Linked DNA regions of Mus musculus: region 2 is linked to region 1. Evidence: chromatin contacts called from public Hi-C data. All regions are on one chromosome and are shown on one strand. The core of a region is the stretch at or near the end of the contact, and the rest is flanking DNA. Distances in the headings are between cores, read along the strand shown.

Evidence for each region. A called contact is a pair of places that touch in the nucleus more often than the background predicts.
Region 2: a Hi-C map of epidermal suprabasal cells shows a contact between it and region 1, with 2.9 times the contacts expected there. The contact joins the enhancer-like site here to the promoter of Rab38 in region 1. A contact is called at or near these places in 1 of 39 promoter capture datasets (the HPC-7 cell line), 5 of 484 Hi-C or Micro-C datasets (the HPC-5 cell line, the HPC-7 cell line, epidermal suprabasal cells and 2 more), 1 of 115 datasets of contacts at active chromatin or transcription factors (embryonic stem cells) and 1 of 9 other capture datasets (adipose tissue).

The regions. Positions count from the first base shown.
Region 1 is chr7:88,428,152-88,432,134 of GRCm38.p6, forward strand. It overlaps Rab38 (RAB38, member RAS oncogene family), which reads left to right and starts at 2,122. Exons shown (of 3, transcript NM_028238.7): 1 at 2,122-2,452. The coding sequence starts at 2,251.
Region 2 is chr7:88,466,630-88,470,612 of GRCm38.p6, forward strand. All of the region lies in intron 2 of Rab38 (RAB38, member RAS oncogene family), which reads left to right. Among named protein-coding and RNA genes, the nearest start is that of Rab38, 38 kb to the left of the region's middle. Within about 2 kb of position 2,077, at least 15 of the 459 cell types and tissues checked have an H3K27ac peak or open chromatin away from gene starts, as enhancers often do. A contact at or near this core is called in epidermal suprabasal cells, where this site is marked.

The DNA.
Region 1 (3,983 bases), core at 872-3,371:
AATCACAGTTTTCAATCTTGCTTTCTTCCTTCATAATTACACAGAATACCTCACTTCATAAAGGGATACAATGATGAAATAACACTGCATGGACCGAGTGTTATTTCTTCTCTGAGCACCCCAGATAAAGGTAGAATACTGATCCCAAAGACCTGGTCCTTCTTCCCTCACAGCCTTAAGTTCCTCAGGGAATACTCACCTGCCCAGTGAGTCTTTCTCTGCCCCCTCCCCTAAATAAACACTTAACCACACATAGGCTTTCCATATTCCCTTTCCTACTTTACAGGTGCATTTATCTAGCCGTGGCTCTCTGATTATTTGTTTATTCCCACAAGCACACGGGTATCTGCAAAGGGCAGATACCTATGAACAAATGGTTAAGTGAATGAATAAGATGCCCCTCAACAGAGGAATGGATACACAAAATGTGGTACATTTACACAATGGACTACTACTCAGCTATTAAAAAGAATGAATTTATGAAATTCCTAGGCAAATGGATGGACCTGGAGGGCATCATCCTGAGTGAGGTAACCCAATCACAAAGGAACTAGTACAATATGTACTCACTGATAAGTGGATATTAGCCCAGAAACTTAGGATACACAAGATATAAGATACAATTTGCTAAACGCATGAAACTCAAGAAGAACGAAGACCAAAGTGTGGACACTTTGCCCCTTCCTAGAAATGGGAACAAAACACCCATGGAAGGAGTTACAGAGACAAAATTTGGAGCTGTGACGAAAGGATGGACCATCTAGTGATTGCCATATCCAGGGATCCATCCCATAATCAACTTCCAAACGCTGACACCATTGCATACACTAGCAAGATTTTGCTATAAGGACCCAGATATGGCTGTCTCTTGTGAAACTATGCAGGGGCCTAGCAAACGCAGAAGTGGATGTTCACAGTCAGCTATTGGATGGGTCACACGGCCCCCAATGGAGGAGCTAGAGAAAGTACCCAAGGAGCTAAAGAGAACTGAAACCCTATATGTGGAACAACAATATGAACTAACCAGAACCCTGGAGCTCTTGTCTCTAGCTGCATATGTATCAAAAGATGGCCTAGTCAGCCATCACTGGAAAGAGAGGCCCTTTGGACTTGCAAACTTTATATGCCCCAGTACAGGGGAACGCCAGGGCCAAAAAGCGGGAGTGGGTGGGTAGGGGATTGGGGGGGGGGGTATGGGGGACTTTTGGGATAGCAGTGGAAATGTAAACGAGGAAAATACCTAATAAAAAAAAAACCACAATCAATCAATCAATCAATAATAAAAATAAAACCATGGCTTCCCTCCCCCCCCCAAAAAAAAAAAAGAAAAAGAAAAAGAAAAAGAAAGAAAGAAAGAAAGAAAGAAAGGAAGAAAGAAAGAAAGAAGGCGTTGAAACCGAAGAAGACCTGGATTTGAAATAGGCGTTTTCTTTACATTTCTAAAGTGGGACTCCTCACTTGTAAAAGGAAAAATAATGATACTTTTAAGACTTCCAGGATGACTAAATGGTGTGTATGAGAAGATTTATAAACATCTGCCGCTACTTACAATGATAAGACCACTTGTGTGTTGTTCAGCTTGGAGAATTTAGGATAGGAGTGGAGGCTGAAAGAAAAGTAAGCCCTTAGCATTTCCTCTCAGGTGGCCTCTACTTTAGGTCATTAACAGTTGAATAGGCGCTAAGAGATAGCATTACCACTTTATAGAAGCCCAGGCAAAAGGAGATTAAAGGGTTTGCCTAAATTCTTTCAACTCTAAGGGCCAGAGAAGACCTAAGTCTACTGCTTTGCTGTTTCTCAAGGTCTCCCCAACTTTACAACACTGTGTGGGTGGCAACAGGGCTTAATAGCCTCAGAAGACCTGGGTATTTTTCGACACTCAGTTCTCTCCCCGGCAGAACGTGGAAAACAAAATCCACATAAGTTTGTGTCATGGACGGGAGGCGAGAGAAAAATCTCTGTGAAAGGAGTAAAGCACTGTGCAAATACCAGCTTGACAGGCAGTAGCACTGGGGTCCCGGGTCCTTTAGCTTCCAGTCCCAGGAGTTGCTCTTGTCTCCTCCCACTCTGGAGTCCGCAGAGTAGGAAGGAGGATTAAACCCGGGGGAGGAGTTCCGCACCAGCTCCCTATCCTGCGCCAGCACGCCTAGCCTAAGCGCCCACATAGAGCTCCGGTCTCCGTCGGTGCCCAGCCCCGGCTGTGCTTCCCAGAGCAAGCTCCAGGCTCCGCAAGACCCGCGGGCCTCCAGGATGCAGACACCTCACAAGGAGCACCTGTACAAGCTGCTGGTGATCGGCGACCTGGGTGTGGGCAAGACCAGCATTATCAAGCGCTATGTGCACCAAAACTTCTCCTCGCACTACCGGGCCACCATTGGTGTGGACTTCGCGCTGAAGGTGCTCCACTGGGACCCAGAGACGGTGGTGCGCTTGCAGCTCTGGGACATTGCTGGTGAGCGATCAGAGCAGCGCGCAACGGGTGAGGGTGGAGTGAGCCAGTGAGGAGTTCGGGGGTGAAGGTTCGGGGAGTGGAAAATGACTTTTCAGTCGGTTCCAGTCCCGGGACCCTTGAGTGCAATCAAGCAGGAGATCCGGATCGCCTGGGCGCTCCACTCTTGGAAAGTTTGGCTTAATGGCTTGGAAACCTGATTTCAAAGAAATGGAAGTGTTTTCTTTTCTTTCTTTCCTTTTTTTTTTTTTTTTTTTTCTTTTGCTGTTGTTTCTGTTGGAGTCGTCCCCACTCTACCTGTAACTTCTAGATAACTTCGCTGGCTCTCACTGGCTGTGAGAAAGCGAACCACTTTCTCCTGGGATTCTTGGGTGCAGAGAAGGCTGTCGCCTGGACTCACAAGGAGATTGTAGTCGCATTCTTGTTTCATTCTAGTCCTTTTCTGGACACAGGTAGCCGCGACTTGGCCCAGAGTATCTCACGTGGCTTTCATCCTTCGTGTTTAGAGGGGAAGCCCCTAGGAAATTTAAGAAGGAGCAGGATTATCTTAGGAATTTAGTTTCTTTCAAATCTCACTACTATCATCTCCTTGCTTATTGGCCTCTTCAGTCAGAAAAATTTGAGATGCTAAATTTGTATACATCTAGAACGAACTATCTCTTCTCACTCCACTCCCCTCTTCCCCATCTCTCTTCCGTCTCCCTCCATCCTTGGCTATCTCTTCTTCACTTTCCATTTCAAACAGGAGACTGTGTATGTTTTTTAGGAAAACATTAAAAAAAAAACCACAAAAACAAAAACAAAACGGAGACAGGGTCCCGTCATGTAACTCTGCTAACCTATATCAAGCTGACCTTGACCTCATAGAGACCCACTTGCCTCTGCCTCCCTAGAGGCAAGGGTCGGGGTTATGGTGATGTTAATGTCGTTTGCTTTAAGATTCCTTGATTTGATCTTGGTGTATTTTTTGAGAAATCTAAAGTATGAAATCAGAGTTTGACTAACAGCTTCTACCAGCTCCTAGCCACAATAAAGACTGAGGCAGGCTATAGTTAGTGCTCAATACTGGGTCCTACCTGGCTGCTTGTAACCTGGGCATGCCTAGCATTCTAGATGCTAACTCACCAAAGCAGTAGCATTTTAAGCTGCAAATGGCTAGGCAGCGACAGCTCAAGAATCTTCTTGCTTTGGAGTTTTAAACTCCAATGAGATTTTCCATGATCCCTTTCAAATAACCCTACTTAATCTCTCTTCATAGCCCACAGTACCAAGAAGCCTTTGATAAGCTCTGGATTGAAAAGAAGCAGTTCTTTTTCAAAAGATGTGCTCATTTGAACTAGTGCATTTCCCTGGAAACACTTTGCCAGGACTTGAGATGGGCACTAAGAAGGAAAATTCCTCAAAGGACATGTACAGTCTTGAGATGCATTCGCTTCTGTAGCCATGAGCTTGCTGGTCTTGAGATAAGGTTAGTTGGTGTAGCTAGGTTCATGGTTTGGAGTCTTTGGCAGTTCTAGAGAAGCATGAGCTATTA
Region 2 (3,983 bases), core at 827-3,326, 38 kb after region 1:
AAGTTCACATGTTATTGTTGTGTATGGCTACTGTTCATTTGTGTTTCTGGATCCTGAGTTCTTTCACCTTAGAAACACACACACACACACACACACACACACACACACACACGATAGTTTTCTATCTTTTCTTTATTCTTTTTTTTATAATGTCCATGATGATTTGGTATTACTTCATTTAAGTCTGTGAACTTTTCATTTTTCCATATAATTTCGAAGCATTTTTACATTTTTATTTTATTGTATTCATTTTGATTAAGCTTTCTATTCATTTATTTTCAGGCTATTTGGAAGATATAAGTATAGATGATTCACACTGTATATGTTACAGGTGTTGCTGGTATGTTATGGAGAAGGAATGGAGGGCCTCATTCTTTCCCTCAGTCCCTCTGATTTCAGCTGCCCTTAAAATACAATTCTAGAGATGGCTAAGTACTGTGGGCATGACATTTCTTTTGCCTATCATCTTCCCCTACACAAGCTTTAATTTATACTATCTCCATGCTAGAACTAACAATTTTCTATTTCCTCTAGATTCCTAAAACTATGTCAAAATCTCATGAAATCACATTTTCTTATTCTTTTAATCATTAAGATGCTATTTCATATATTCTATTACTTGCAGTTAATTTCTTCAGAATATTGGTAAAGAAAAGAAACAGACACGTTTCATTATCCTGTCATCCTTAACTGGAATGTGTGCATGCTCTTTGTCGACTTGTTGGTGTTTATTCATTCCAAACCTGGTTAATACATAACTTAATTGCTGCATTTTTTTTTAAAAATTAGTATTTTGTCTTAATTTTATAATGTGGGAAATAAAGCGTAGCAGTATATGAGTACTTTACTCTCAGTGACCAAGCTGGTGAGCGTCAGAGCTGGGACTAAAACTTGTTACTGTTGATTCATCTTCATGCTTTCTTTGTTAATTTCTGACTTAAAAACAAACTAACAACAAAAACAAAAACAAACCAGAGTAGACAAAAGCTTGTCCTCCTCTGTCAGAACCAGTGTCTCTACTTTCTAGCCATGACAAGGGTTTTCCCTGCTTCAGGAGGACTTCATTGTTAAGACCTGTTTGCCTTCTCCCTCCTTGTGTTACTTTATTGTTTTCTGTATGGACTTTGTTTGTCCCCTGTTTTGTGGTGCTTTGCCTTCTCCGATGGTGTCTTGTTTGCCATCTTTTAAGCATTCTTGATTTGTTGGTGACAGCCTTATCTCAAGGCCTTCCATTTCATCTCCGTCTGCTTCCCTGCGAGTAAGATATTGATTTCTTGGGAGAGCCTGCTGGGATTGGGGGAAAAATCAATATCCCATTAGACATAAGTGAGGAGTAGCAGAGCACCTCAGCTGCCAGCTTACTGACCTGACATGCTGGGATAGTGCTCAAAGTCTGGCTCAGCCTGCTGGGCCCAGATAGATTCTGAAATGATGAGAATGTCATAGAGAGAAGAAAGGTAGCCAGGTAGGCATAGGCAGCACTTTCCTATGCTGTGGTAAAGCTGAATGGGAAGATCTGATCTGTGACTCCAAAAAGTGAAGAAAAGTGTGAAATGGCAACAGAGCATTACATTAATTTTCAGACTGGAAGAAACTTGATAAAATACAGAAATATTGAATGGGTACTTTATAAGCGAATTCACAGACTAACCTGGAACACTAAACAAAGTGGCAGGGAAGAGGGGGAACTGGACTTACCAGAAAAGAGAGAAATGGAAAATTCTGTAGATGTGAAAACAAAAGACCTATAAGACATGTAGAGAGGATGCGATTCTGGGTGACAGTCCACCCACAGGGAGCCATGTCTCATTACTGCCTATAATACTGGAGTAAGGAAGGAACAGATCCTAAGAGAAACTCTTCAATTAAGCTGCTCAGCTTGGAAGAAAGCAGTTAGAGAGACAATGATGCAGCATGATGCCCTTAAATCTTCAAACCTTCTTCTTCCCACCAACAGTGTGAGGCCCAGAGAACCTTATGAATATTCCATGCAAGCCACTGACGTACTGAGTGAAACTTTGGAGCAATCCAAACATTAGTCAGATGAGCATGTCCAGACAAAAAGTAAATAGGGCATAGCTACTTCAGAGCCATGGGTGCTGAGTTTCACTCAGGGAAGTGTAAAGATCTTGCTCATCAGTGGGTGAGGTACTCCAGTGACAACACTTTATACAAATGTCTGAGAAACTCCAGAACAATGACTCACCCATCCTGATGTCTATGCAGAAATACAGCATAAAACAATATTGACCAATCATGTATATCAGGTTTCATCTGGATACATGAATAGCAAGTCTCTCATCATTATGATTTGCTCTGGAAAATATCTAATGGAGAAGATGGATCTAACATTCATCTTACCAAGGATGGGATATTGACTGAAGCTTTGTCTGTCACTTTGGCTTTTATTTGTTTTAAATTTTCATTTACTGTGGTTGTTTAAATGAGAAACATTCCCTATAGATTCCAGGACTTGTATTCTTGGCTCCCAGTTAGTTGTGCTGTTTAGGGAGGTTTGGAGTGTATGGATCTGACAGAGGAAGTATGTCACTAGGGTGGACTTTCAGAGCTCATAGTTTTACCCTATTTCCACTTACTTTCTCTGCTTCATGACTGAGGTTGAATACTTAAGGTCTCAGTTTTCTGCTACAGTTGTTTCTTTTCCATAATGGACTCTTATCTAGAACCATAAGTCAAAATATATAAGTTGTTTTGGTCATGATATTTTATCATGGCAAGTGAAAAAACATCCCTTGATTCATTCTATTTTTTAATTGCTCAATTAGATTGTGTGATTATTCCATTCCATTCTATACCTATTCTGTTGTGTTCTTTCTGTTATTTACATACAATACATGTAACTTTCTTTCTCATATCTCATTTGCTCTTTGTTTTATCCTTCCAGTCATATTTTCACTTCTACTATATAAGTATCTATAGCACTAATAATTTTTAAACTACTTGCCCTAATGATATCCTGACCCAACTTCCTTTTACCTGGTCTTCTTTATTTTTAACCATTACTATAATATTGATCCCTAGTCTTACCCAGCCAATTTTCCTTTCATTCTTACCCTTACAATAAGTATCTTAGTACATATCACATTCTCCTGCACCTTTATTCTTTTTTTGCTTGATAGAGTAGAATTATGTATAATTGACAGTGGTCGCAATGAATTTATCTGTTGTCTGGGGTTGTTTCAGTTAGTGTTCTAATCTTAGAATGCTACTGGAGATCATGTCTGGTGCACTGAGGGTTTAGCTTCTGACCCACAGTCCTAATGTAGTAAAGCAGAAAGACACCTCAACTCTACCACAGTCTAGACGCTCTTGAATGTTACAGTGACTTCCAGTAAAAGAATATGCTTCTTAAAGAAAAAACCCAACCAACTACAAAAACCCAAGTGCTTAAATCTTGCAGATGCATAAGAAAGAGGGAAAAATGAAAGCCAGACTTGGTTGCAAATACATAGTGTCATGGTGAGATATTCCACTTAGATTGAATTAGATTTAATTCCAGAGTAAGCCAAAAAAATAATTATAAGAATGCTTAAAAAAATCAAAGAGGACATAAGCTCCTGAATGAACTAGAGAACATCTCTTCATGATAAAACAAAAAACAAACATCAACAAAAACTGGTGGTAGAAGAAACATACTCCAGCATAATACAGACTACATATAGGAGATGTATCACCAATATGATCTTAAATGGGAAAAACCTGCAAGCATTTTCACTAATATCAGAAACAAAAGAAGGATATCTGAAGCTGCTGACCCCTGTTGTTGAATTAGGGAAGGCTGGTAGAAGGTGAGGAGGACCAGCAGTCTCAATTAACCTGGACCTTGGAGATCATTCAGATATTGGAACACCAAGCAGGTAGCCTACACCAGTTAATATGAAGCCCCTAACACATATACAGCAGAGGATTGACGGATTTAGTCAGAAAAGATGCACCTAACCATCAACAGACTGGAGACCTCA